2 separate regions of the Ovis aries genome follow, and region 1 is linked to region 2. Evidence: chromatin contacts called from public Hi-C data. All regions are on one chromosome and are shown on one strand. The core of a region is the stretch at or near the end of the contact, and the rest is flanking DNA. Distances in the headings are between cores, read along the strand shown. Region 1 has its middle 49 kb from the start of CCN2. Region 2 overlaps ENPP3 (ectonucleotide pyrophosphatase/phosphodiesterase 3).

Evidence for each region. A called contact is a pair of places that touch in the nucleus more often than the background predicts.
Region 1: a Hi-C map of tail adipose tissue shows a contact between it and region 2, with 6 times the contacts expected there. The contact joins two enhancer-like sites. A contact is called at or near these places in 8 of 16 Hi-C or Micro-C datasets (blood, hypothalamus, liver and 4 more).

Annotation. Positions count from the first base shown.
Region 1 is chr8:57,303,425-57,310,000 of ARS-UI_Ramb_v3.0, forward strand. No RefSeq gene overlaps it. Among named protein-coding and RNA genes, the nearest start is that of CCN2, 49 kb to the right of the region's middle. Within about 2 kb of position 1,372, at least 3 of the 54 cell types and tissues checked have an H3K27ac peak or open chromatin away from gene starts, as enhancers often do.
Region 2 is chr8:57,133,245-57,139,462 of ARS-UI_Ramb_v3.0, forward strand. ENPP3 (ectonucleotide pyrophosphatase/phosphodiesterase 3) reads left to right here. Exons shown (of 25, transcript XM_004011325.6): 15 at 816-943; 16 at 5,854-5,920. Among named protein-coding and RNA genes, the nearest start is that of ENPP3, 61 kb to the left of the region's middle. Within about 2 kb of position 3,812, at least 4 of the 54 cell types and tissues checked have an H3K27ac peak or open chromatin away from gene starts, as enhancers often do.

The sequences.
Region 1 (6,576 bases), core at 122-2,621, 170 kb after region 2:
AATTATAATAACTACCCATTACTGGATGCTTATCTTGTTCCAGACATTGCGCTAGATGGTTTATATATATTTTCTAAACAATCCTGTAATATGAAAATAACCATCTAACTGTGACTAGTGGGTTATCCCTGGCAGGGACTTGAACTCAGATCCTGGAAAAGTTCATATGTTTAAGGAGTATATCACGTTGCCTTCTTCATAAACACCTGGAAAATGTTCAAGTCATCAAGTTCTACTTCATCAGTAACTGAACTCTAAAACAGTTCTTGAAATACATTTATTAATAGTGTAAATATTAATAGTAGGACATCTCACCAATTTTTCAAAAAGCCTTTTAAAAACATAACCAAGATACATAAACCCTCTGTTGAAGAATGGGCAACAGTTTGGATTAAGGCATTTGTAAGAAAAAAATGCAAAGAGCAAATCTAAGTGCATACAAATGTTTTTCTTTGTGAATTAACATTTTTGTGCTTACCATATGGGGAAAAGATTAAAAAGATGCAAATTTCCACTGTTTCAAAGTTAATAGGCAGTGAGACCTTGAGAAGGGCATCACAAGGCAAGATACTCTGACATCTCTGACAGTGATCTGATGATTGTGTTCTGAAATCTAAAAATTGTCCATAAACACTTCAGTCTTCAGTTTGAAGAACTTTCAGTTCTTCAGATTTGTTCTAAAGAAGCCATTATCCAACTGTCAGAAGATACAAAGTAATATTCGATCTAAATGGTTGGCTATTATTAGAGAAACAGTAATGATATAGTATATTCATATAATATAATACACTCTTAAAATGTGATGCTTATCTAAATTTATTAAAGTAGAAAACTTCACTTTCAATTTCAATAGGAATTGAAAATGACAGCTTCTAAAATGGCATGTGATAATGTATCCATTTTGGTGAAAGGGAAAAGAAAATCCCTTTTCTTCCTCTTTCCCCTCTTTTTCCTTCTCTCTATTGTTCCCACAGGAAGTAAACACCTTAAAACATTAACAGTAATTATATCTGAGTGGCGGCATTTGGAATGATCTTCACTTTCTTATTCTTCTATAATGCATTAATTTCATAATCTGAAAAGAAACAGTAAAATTCAGTTAGGCAAAAGATATTTTAAAAATTCATAAAGTACCTGAAGTGTCTTTCCCCATATCTATATAGGTGGTAAAAAGTCCAAAGAGCAGAAAGTACCCAATACCGAGGGATATTGACTAGATACAGATTAACAGTTTATATATGCCATTCACTCATTACCCTGCTGGTTGCCATGGGAATGCTAACATAATTCCAAAAGGCACATTCTGACTTGAATTCTGCCATACTGCACAAGACATTTGTCTTTGATCAACTTCCTTTCCATTTTCTGCATGCACACACACCTGAGCCAACTTCCTTCTAATGTATCAGAGAGGAAGTGTGGCTCTTTTCTTCCCCAGACCTGACTCCTCACTGCCTGGAGGACTTTGTTTTCTTAATGATTAACCCTTCTTTCTCACACACATCTCTGATTCCTACCTCTGAATGATCCCATGTCTCTGCTTTGACTATGTGTGTGTCCTTCTATTTGACTAAAGTATTAACCCTGCTGGGTTTGCCCCCTCTGACACCCTCACAATCTTCTCTCACTATGGGAGAGAACAAAAAAGTAACTGGTTTTTATTTCCTGACCTTATTTCTTCACCAATCTCTCTCCTTTGTTTGAAACTCCGGTTTCAGATCACCTCCCCAAACTTCCCTACTTCTTATAACCTCTCTTAAAAATGTAATAATTCCTGGGACTCACTGGTGGTCCAATGCAGGGGGTGTGGGTTCAGTCCCTGGTGGGGGAGTTAAGATGCCTCCTATGTCATGGCCAAAAAACCAAAACATGAAACAGAAGCAATATTGTAACAAATTCAATAAAGAATTTTAAAATAGTCCATATCGAAAAAATTTTAAATAAATTTTCCTAATTGATAGATTTTATTTTAATTTTGGAAATTTAAAAATATATTGTAAAATATAAAGAGGAAAATAGCACTCATCGATGCAGGCTCCCAGTGATAACATTCTTTCTAGTTTATTAACTTCTTGATCGTTGCGTTAATCCTTTTGTTTTGTATTTTCAAACATTATGAGTATTTCCAGCATCTTTATATGATCCTGATTCCATTTTTTTCAGCAATATTTTTCTTCTTTATTTGTAATTTATTTTTTCTATATTATTACTGCTTTGAACCTGTTATCCCCTGTTTTAAAAATCCTTCTATTGTTCTACCATGTCTTCCTTAAGTTTATTTTATTTTCTGGATTCATATTTCTATTAGCCTGTCCTGTAATGTGAAACATTTCTTCCCACTCTTTTGACCTATGTGTTTTTCTTCTAGATGAAATAGATGAAACGAACCCTCCCTTCCTCCCTTTCTACAGTCCTTCCTTCCTACCCCTAACCACCCCTCCCCCACATTCATCCTTCCTCCTTTTTCATCCTGCAGTAATTTGCTGAGTTTAGTGCCATTTCTTTTTATATTACTCATTGTATATTATTCTGAGATGAAGCAGTCATCTAGTTGCATCTGAGAATTGTTTGTGTTTTCCTTTAAACTACTGTGTCAGGGAGGAATAATTTTGTATCCTATTCAATTGTCTGAAGCTCAAGGGCAGGGTAGGGATGGAATGAGGTTGTCTTAGACTTTCTATGATATTTGGGATCTTTCCTTCTTCAGAGATTGGGTCTCAGAGAACTGTACACTTAATCTTTGGTTAAAAAATCCTATGTTGGATAATTTTGGACTTTGACTTATTTCTCCAATTTAGTGCAGACCAGGGAGATTTCATATATCTGTCAACTGAATTTTCTTTCTCTGTTTCACTGGTTTTCCTCCTATTGTGTCCTTATTTAACCATTGGAGTAGATTGTTGGTTTTTGCCACTCTGGTTACCTCTTTTCAATATGACTTTGCTGCTCAATCCTAGACTTGTGACTTATTTTGACCAACCAAATGTGGCAGAAGTGACTTTTTTCCACTAATGAGGTTGTCCACTGATGTGGTCACCATGCGGCTTAAGGTTTCAGCTCTGAAAATGCTCCTGCCACCGTGTAAGGAGGTCGATGCTTAACTATTGAGTGATGAAAGACTACGTAGGAGAGAGGCTCAACTCACAGCCTTGTTCTAAGGGCTCAAACAAGAATGTGAGGCCATCTGGTGGTCTAACTCCAGTGGAGCTGCCAGATAACTGCAGCTGTATGAACAGCCCCAAAGGAGACTATCCAAAAAAAAAAAAAAGAAAAAAAAACAAAACCAACAACAAACACAAACAAACATCCAGCTGAGCACACCCAAGGAGTAATGAGAAATATTAAATCATTATTTTAAGCTACTATGTCTTAGGTTTTTATGCAAAAATGTATCATTGGAAAACTCAGCAGTGGCCACCTGACTGGAAAACGTGTTTTCATTCAATACCAAAGAAGGGCAATCAAGAATGTTAAAACTATGGTACAATTGCACTCATTTCACATGCTAGCAAGGTTATGCTCAAAATCCTTCAAGCTAGGATTCAGCACTATGTGAACCAAGAACTTTCAGATGTTCAAGCTGGATTTCAAAGCAGAAGAACCAGATATTAAGTTGCCAACATTCGTTGGATCTTGGAGAAAGAAAGGGAATTCCAGAAAAACATCTACTTGGGCTTCATTGACTATGCTAAAGCCTTCGTGTGGATCACAGCCATCTGTGGAAATTCTTAAAAAGATGGGAATACCAGACCACCTCACCTGTCTCCAGAGAAAGCTGTATGTGGTTCAAGAAGCAACAGTTAGAACCAGACATAGAACAATTGACTGGTTCAAAATTGGGCAAGGAGACCGACAAGGCTGTATATTGTCTCCCTATTTATTTAACTTATATGCAGTGTGTGAAAATTGCTCAGTAGTATCCAGCTCTTTGCGACCCCATGGACTATACAGTCCATGGAATTCTCTAGGCCAGAATACTGGAGTGGGTAGCCTTTCCCTTCTTCAGGAGATCTTCCCAACTCAGGGATCGAATCCTGATCTCCTGCATTTTAGGTGGATTCTTTACCAACTGAGCCACAAGGGAAGCCCAGGAATACTGGAGTGGGTAGCCTATCCCTTCTTCAGGGGATCCTCCCAACTCACGAATCGAACTAGGGTCTTCTGCATTGCAGGCAGATTCTTTACCAACTGAGTTATCAGGGAAGCATGTTGTGAAATGCCAGGCTGAATGAATCACAGCTGGAATAAACACTGCTGGGAGAAATAGAAATAATCTCAGATAGGTAGACGATAATACCACTCTAATGACAAAAAGTGAAGAAGAACTAAAGAGTCTCTTGATGACGGTGAAAGACGAAAGTGAGAAAGCTGACTTAAAACTCAACATTCAAAAACTAAGATCCTGGCATCCAGTCCCATCACTTAACGGCAAATAGAAGGGGGGAAAGTGGAAGCAGTGACAGATTTTATATTCTTGGGTTTCGAAATCACTGCAGATAGTAACTGCAGCCAAGAAATTAAAAGACGCTTGCTCCTTGGAAGGAAAGCTATGACAAACCTAGATAGTATAAAATGGAACCTAGAAAACTGCAGCCCCTGCAATTTAGATTCCAACACTAAACTGAAGAGCAGTTCGCCCCCTGCTGGCCATATTAGAACTGTTCAGTTCGGTTCAGTCTCGCAGTCGTGTCTGACTCTCTGCGACCCCATGGTCTGCAGCACATCAGGTTTCCCTGTCTTTCACCATCTTCCAGAGTTTGCTCAAACTCATGTCCATTGAGCAGATGATTTCATCCAAACATCTCATCCTCTGCTGTCCACGTCTCCCTTCTTCTCTCTTCAATCTTTCCCAGCATCAGGGTCTTTTCAAATGAGTCAGTTCTTGGCATCAGGTGGCCAAATATTGGAGTTTCACCTTTAGCATCAGTCCTTCCAATGAATATTCAGGACTGATTCCTTTAGAATTGACTGGTTGGATCTCCTTGCAGTCCAACGGACTCTCAGGAGCCTTCTCCAACACCACAGTTCACAAGCATCCATTCTTTGGCTCTCAGCTTGCTTTATAGTCCAACTCTCACCAGGACTACTGGAAAAACCATAGCTTTGACTAGACGGACCTTTGTTGGCAAAGTAGTGTCATGGAATAAGCTGCACATGCTATAAGCTGGTCATGGAATAAACCCATCGCATGTAAGTTTTGTTGTTCAGTTGGTCTGACTCTTTTGTGACCCTATGGACTGTAGCCCACCAGGCTACTCTGTTCATGAGATTTCCCAGCAAGAATACTGGAGTGAATTGCCATTTCCTCTTCCAGGGAATCTTCCCCACCCAGGGATTGAATTTATTTCTCCTGAACTGCAGGCGGATTCTTTACTGCTGAGCCACCAGGAAAGCTCCATGTAAGATTAAGTGCTTTTATTTACCAAAATATTTTCTACGGAGACACTAAACTCCTAGAGCCATTATCTATAATTATTCACTTATCATTTTTCCATTTCTTAAAGTGAATGTACAGTTCATTTGGGTATAGCTCACTCATCCTCCAACTTTTATTTAACCCTAACAGGTGCCAGGAGCTGTGCTAAACGGTTTTCAAAGATGACATTGGTGCGGATCTAAGTTTGGCATCTAACAGAGTAACATATGGGGAAGGCAATGGCACCCACTCCAGTACTGTTGCCTTGAAAATCCCATGGATGGAGGAGCCTGGTAGGCTGCAGTCCAGGGGGTTGCAAAGAGTCGGACACGACTGAGCGACTTCACTTTCACTTTTCACTTTCATGCATTGGAGAAGGAAATGGCAACCCACTCCAGTGTTCTTGCCTGGAGAATCCCAGGGACAGGGGAGCCTGGTGGGCTGCCATCTATGGGGTCACACAGAGTCGGACACGACTGAAGTGACTTAGCAGCAGCAGCAGCAGAGTAACACAGACGTGTAAATTATTCAATGAAATTTAATGTTCATTGAGCCTAGAAAACTGCAGCCACTACGCTTGTTAGATTCCAGCACTAAAGAACAGTTAAAGTTTACATCAAAAAGCAGTTTAGTTTGCATCAGTAAAGTGTTATCAATGTGATGGAAGTGGTCTGTGTACTAGCGAATAAGAATGAGGACATAAAGAAGGCAGTAAAGAGGTTCAGCAGAAGTGTAATTAGTAAATTGGATTCCTATCCTTAGAATTCTCTAAGATGAGGGGATATGATCGTACAGATACATTAGTTATATATTTTAATATATTCTGCATTTTTTCTCTAGTTGAATTTTTAAAATTTAAATTTATTTATTTCAATTGGAGGCTAATTACTTTAAAATATTGTATTGGTTCTGCCACACATCAATTTTTTAAGAACAATTTTTTATTTAGAATAATTACAGAATCACAGGAAGTTGCATAAGTAGTATAGCTAGTCCCCTGCCTCTGACACCCAGTTTTCCCAGTGATTGTGGCTCCAACAGAAAGCTGATAATGATAAAAAGTGTGTGTGTAGTTCTGTGTCAGTTTATCATATGTTTAGATTTGGTAAGCACCACTGGAGAAGGAAATGGCAACCCATTCCAGTACTATTGCCTGGAAA
Region 2 (6,218 bases), core at 2,562-5,061:
TCTAGGCTAGTGAGTTTTGGGCAACATCATTTTTCACATTTTTGTATGATTTAATATCAGAAATAGCAAATCATGGATTTTATAGATCTTTTTATACAGTTAAGAGCAGTCATTTCTTTAAGTGTAATTGAAACTGCTTTTAATCGGCTCTTGCATCTCAGGTTGTAAAAGCAGGGCAAATCTAGATAGCTCAAAGCAATTGGGATTTTTCAAGGTGAAGTTCACCACTTCTGGAGAGTGTGTAGTGGTTTTAATAATTCTGTGTTTAAAGTATATTTGCAAATATATATCTATTTACATGGATTCATAGGTTAACCATTGCTTAGGGTGGGGCTAGATTTATTTACATATAGGTAATATGCAATTATAGTAAAAGCAGAATAAAATGTGAGTGACTGAAGATAAAGAAACACTAGGGAAAGAATAGTTACTATAACCTGGGACACACTGCAAATTTGAAGTAGGAATGAGTGCTTAAGCAGAAAGGCCTTCATGTTAATCACTCCTTTTTTCTCTTGCGCCTAATATCCTGATCTTGAATAAGCATGAGGGGTCATTTTACCCCTGCTAGCGAGGGTTTACATGTAGTGTACCCATGCTGATGGAGGGGCAGTGTAGTGAATTTTTAATATACAGACTCTAAATCCACACGTTGTTTTCCCTTAAGTCTGTTGGTGAGTTGAGGAAGGGCAAATGCCTAATAATCCCAGAGGTGCAAAGGGATTTGATAACACAGGCTTTGGAAATCCATTACATTTGTGCAGAGTTTGCTCATTTTATAGATGTCAGGAAGCAATAATTTACCTCTTTTTCAGTGCCGAAAACCTGATCAGCATTTCAAGCCCTATTTGAGTCCTGATTTGCCAAAACGCCTACATTTTGCCAAACATGTCAGAATTGACAAAGTCAATCTTTTGGTGGATCGACAGTGGCTAGCTGTGAGGTTTGTGTGTCTAATGTTTCTTGTAATACTTTTAACAATCATCTTTCATAATAAATTTCCTTGACCTTATCCTGTTATTATGATCACATGAATCTTCCTGAGCATGACAATTTCTTGATCTTTTATATGTTATCTAGCACTTCTGTATATGAAATGACTGTTACTAAGTTGCCAGCCTTAGCATTCACAATGTAGATAAGAATGAGGAAGAAGGCTGACTATTTATCAATTGTTACAGAGATTATTGGTACCAGCACGTTCTCAGTCTCCACTCTGGTCTCCGTTAGGTGGCAGACAGGATATAAAAATGATTTTAGTTGTCTCACAGGCTGGTAATGAGTAACTGATTAGATGGCTCTATAAGATCTTTGTCATCTTTGTGGTTTCTCTGAAAGAGCATGCTTATGTCTGTAAGGCCAAGCTAACCAATTAGTTATAACTTTTTTTTTCTAGTTACAATTGTGATTCACATTGATCATTGAGCATCTGCAAAATATGTCTGTTTTCAGAAAATATAATCCATAATTCCATCCCCAAATAACAAATTAATTCATTGATTCGGCAAAATTTTATCTGTGCTTTCTCCGTGTGTACCAAACCTTGTTCTAGGTTTTTGGGATACAGAAATAATTCCTGCCCTCCTCATCAAGTGGAGAAGTCTGATAATAAGCCAGTACACAAATAAATACACCCTATCTGGTAGTTTACATTCCCTTTTACATTCCCTATCTCACAGTCCCTATTTCTTGTATTTTATTACAGTATTTTTTTTCATATGTGTAAGTGGATATAAGTGAAATCAGGTTCATATTATGTTTTCTGGCCTATCTTATTTGTATGTTACATAATACAGAGGAAAATAAAGGCACAGTAGCTGAAAGATATGTTTAATAAAGGAAGAGGCGATGAAGGAAGAGAAGAAGCTGGGCTCTAATATAAATGTGTACAGAATGAGGAACTGAAGATGCACTAGAGTATTTTCTGAGGTAACAGGAAAGCCAAGCAGAGCACCACTCGGCCAGAGAGAGTGCAGTTTAACATAGTGCCACTAGATGGCACTAGCCTTTCTTCTTGAAGTCTGAGCCCCTTCGGCTCAGTGGGCTGTCCTGTGCCTTAGGACAGCATTCTCTAAGAAAAAGATTAAAATATATGAACATGATTAAGCTTTACTTCTGTTAGATTATAAGTTTTTAGCCGTGTGGGTTTGTAATATATAAATGTGAGTTCTCCAGATATTTACTGTTAAGGATATGAGATCAAATGGTATAAGGATATGAATTAGGAGGCTAATAGTACAACATGAGAAAGTGCCCATGGGTTTGACAGCATGGACTATGGGCTCTGGAAGGAGAGTCCAGCCACAGTAATACCTCTGGGTTTCAGTCTTTATTCAGTTCAGTTCAGTTCAGTCTCTCAGTCGTGTCCGACTCTTTGCGACCCCATGAATCGCAGCACGCCAGGCCTCCCCATCCATCACTATCTCCCGGAGTTCACTCAGACTCACGTCCATCCAGTCAGTGATGCCATCCAGCCATCTCATCCTCTGTTGTCCCCTTCTCCTCCTGCCCCCAATCCCTCCCAGCATCAGAGTTTTTTCCAATGAGTCAACTCTTCTCATGAGGTGGCCAAAGTACTGGAGTTTCAGTGTTAGCATCATTCCTTCCAAAGAAATTCCAGGGCTGATCTCCTTTAGAATGGACTGGTTGGATCTCCTTGCAGTCCAAGGGACTCTCAAGAGTCTTCTCCAACACCACAGTTCAAAAGCATCAATTCTTCGGCGCTCAGCCTTCTTCACAGTCCAAGTCTCACATCCATACATGACCACAGGAAAAACCATAGCCTTGACTAGATGGACCTTAGTCGGCAAAGTAATGTCTCTGCTTTTGATAATGCTATCTAGGTTGGTCATAACTTTTCTTGCAAAAACACTGGAGTGGGTTGTCATTTCCTTCTTGAGCAGTGAGATGTAAACAGGGCAGCAGCCCCAAAGTTCAGGTTGTGAGAACTTGGGCATATTAATATTTCAAGGCTTCATTTTCTCAGCTGCAACATATCATGAACCTGGTTTTACTATTCTCTTGCTATGTGAACACAAAGTAAACTAACTTACATCAGAGGAATTGTTGACCACAGCCCCAACCAGAGCAACAGGAAAGTCTCACCTGATTAGATCTTGGGGTTATTCTATCTCCAGCTCTTAACACATGAAGCTCAGGCTACCTGTTTTCTAAGTTAAAATACATCATCTTTAGTTATAATGTTAATTATTTGATAAGTAGATTAGATTCCATTGTTGAAAATTACAGCAAATTTTATCATTTAATATAATCTATTTTCCTCCTTCTCCTCCTTGTTTTGCCCTTTTAAAAATGTGTTAGATTTTACTAGTTTGGAGGAACCCAGTTATTTGAAACTAGTTGAAGTAATGTTAAAGTTTCCTTTTAAATAACATGAATAATAGCTTTTTATTTTATGAATGGAAACTGACAAATAATAAGTAAGTCCAGGCACCTTTCTCACAGTGGAGATAGACACAGTCCCCACTGAAGATAGTCACCCAGGCAGAGAGGATGGCAACAATTCTAATCAGGTGTAGCAGCTGTTGCAGTGGGATCAAGGACAAGGCACAAGGAAACAAAAAGAGTGATTTCACACTGTGGGTGCAAATGCCAGAGAATGTCAGAGAACACTTTCTGGAGGGCCTGACTTCTGCTCTAGGTTTTAAAGACTCAGGATGGGTTAGGCTACATGCTGTGACATAGCAGGTCTGCCCAGGCAGTTGTCATTCTGAGCCATTGTACAGAGACACTCAGCCCAGAAGATGAGTGAGAGAGGAAATCTAACCCTTGCTCAGCTCAACAAGCCTTGACAGGCTGTGTTTACAGGAGGAGATGGACCTAGTTTCCTTGCTGGAAGGCACTCATCTGCTTGCCAAGCCTTGAGCACTGGCAGCTTGTAACTTCTCAGAGGTGCTTCTTTCTCTGATTGCTCAGCTCAGAGCAGTGGAGTCCTTTATTATTTTTTTTTTAAGCCAGTAGGAACTCTGGGGCAAAGGAAGGTGGAAAGATAGTGTCAGGTTTCCAGGCAGAAGGATCAGACTCCATCAGCTGAAAGTAGATCCATATTGCTATTAGCGCCTAGTGAGTAAAGCTGACCTCTGCACAAAGGGCCTTATTTGTCACGACTAAGGAATGTGACTTTGTAAAGAAAGTAGGAGAGCAGAGCACTCAGAGATAGAAGGTGGCTCAGGGTGAAAAGGTTGGGATTTGCATTTCAGAGCACTCACTCCAGCTGCCCTAAGGAAGAGGATGGTCAAGTGAGTAGCACGGAGGCCAGTTAGAAAAGTGAAAAAGTGTTAGTAGCTCTGTCGTGTCTGACTCTTTTTGACCCCATGGACTGTAGCCCACCAGGCTCCTCTGTCCATGGAATTCTCCAGGCAAGAAAACTGGAGTGGGTAGCCATTCCCTTCTCCAGAGGATCTTCCTGACCCAGAGACCCTACCAAAGTCTCTCGCATTGCAGGCAAATGCTTTACTACCTGAGCCATCACAGGTCATAACCCATTCTTTAGCATGATGACATCCCCAAGGGAACCTTGGAGCCATGGGGGGTGGTAAAACTAGTCAGTTAGCACACGACTGGGCAAATATGTATGGTGAACTCATGACTTAGATTTTCCAGAAAGTTACTGGCTCCTTTTATTCTGTCTCACATTTGTACTCATTAAAACACGTGTTTCCATTTCCAGGAGGGATATATAGTGTTAAATACATTTGAGGGTGTGTGTGTATGTGTGTGTTACATGGAAGATTCTGAAGTTCAGAGTCAGGATAACCAGTTAAGGTCAGATCCATCATAGCACAGAGCAGTGGGAGTAGAAGAGAAAAGCGAAGGAAAAGTGACCGATATGGCAGAGAAAGATAGGACTTGGTAACTAATCGGGTATCAGGAGAGGTCTTGCTCATCGCCCATCTTTGTCGTTATCCAGCTGTGGCAGAGAAATGGGGCCTTGATTTTGACTTTATTAATTAATTAAACACAGAGAAGAGAAAAGAGAATTTGCTCCAAGAGGTTTTAGATAGTACTTGGAATTTGAGCTAAATTTTGAAAGATAAAATCATTTCATCTTTTCCAAGTGCCAGCTTCCGTTTTTCCATATATAATTTCCAGAGCCAAATTAGTGTTCGGAACACTTGAACATGAGTAATTAGGAGAACAAATTTCTAAAGTTTTCATTTGGAAAACCATAGAAAATAGAGTTTTTCAAACACTATTTTTGTCTTTTGCTTCCAAATGCAGTTTTGTAATACTAATGTTTTTCTAATGGAGTTGGATTAGGAGCTGGAACTATAAAAACAAACAAAAACTAGATTTTTTTTTTTCTGAAAACAGAAAAATAAATAAAGGATCAATTTTAGAGAATTTTATCAATTACTTGGTTCAAAAGACCTTTTCTTTCTTTCGTTAATGAATACTCTAACTTGCCACACAGAATTTAAAACTGAATTCACCTCAATCAAATAGTTCCAATAATCTTAGGAAAACCAAATATCTATTCAATAAAACATTGAAATAAATAAATAAATAAAACATTTTTTTAAAACAAGTTTTACTATGACAATTTTTTAAAAAATATGTGACTTTGTTTATCTTTCCCTTAATGTTTAGGAGTCAAACATTTTTTAATTCTATTTATAGATGCTGGAATTCTCCTTCCTTCTCTCCTACCATTCTCTTTGTTCTTCTGTGGCTGTGAATTTGAGCATGAAAATAAATATATCTATGCTATTGTTGACAGAAAATTTTACTTATATAAAAGCAGAAACCACATCAAAACCTAGAAAGCTCAGTTTGCAATAAGGTCTCATATCAAAATAGACTGATCACAGTGTAATAATATTTTTTTTATAGGAATAGAGCATATTCATACTGTGGAGGAGGCAACCATGGTTATGACAATGAGTTTAAGAGCATGGAGGTAACAACTTATTGCCTTTTTTAAAGCAAATATTTATTGAGCACCTACTTTGTGGCAGACAATGTTCAGGACTCTTGAATACATTTGTGAACAACACAGATAAAGACCTCTGCCCTCGTGAAGTTTTCATTCTAACAGGTGGATATAGAGAACTGGTATAACAAAGCAATATGCTTTGCTGATTATCTTGGGAAGGTATATATGTGTATATTTGTATTCCTGTCACCTGAAAATACTTGCTTACCCATGTTTGATTCTGTTCTTCTAGTTATTTATATTCTAAAACAATTAGACCTGT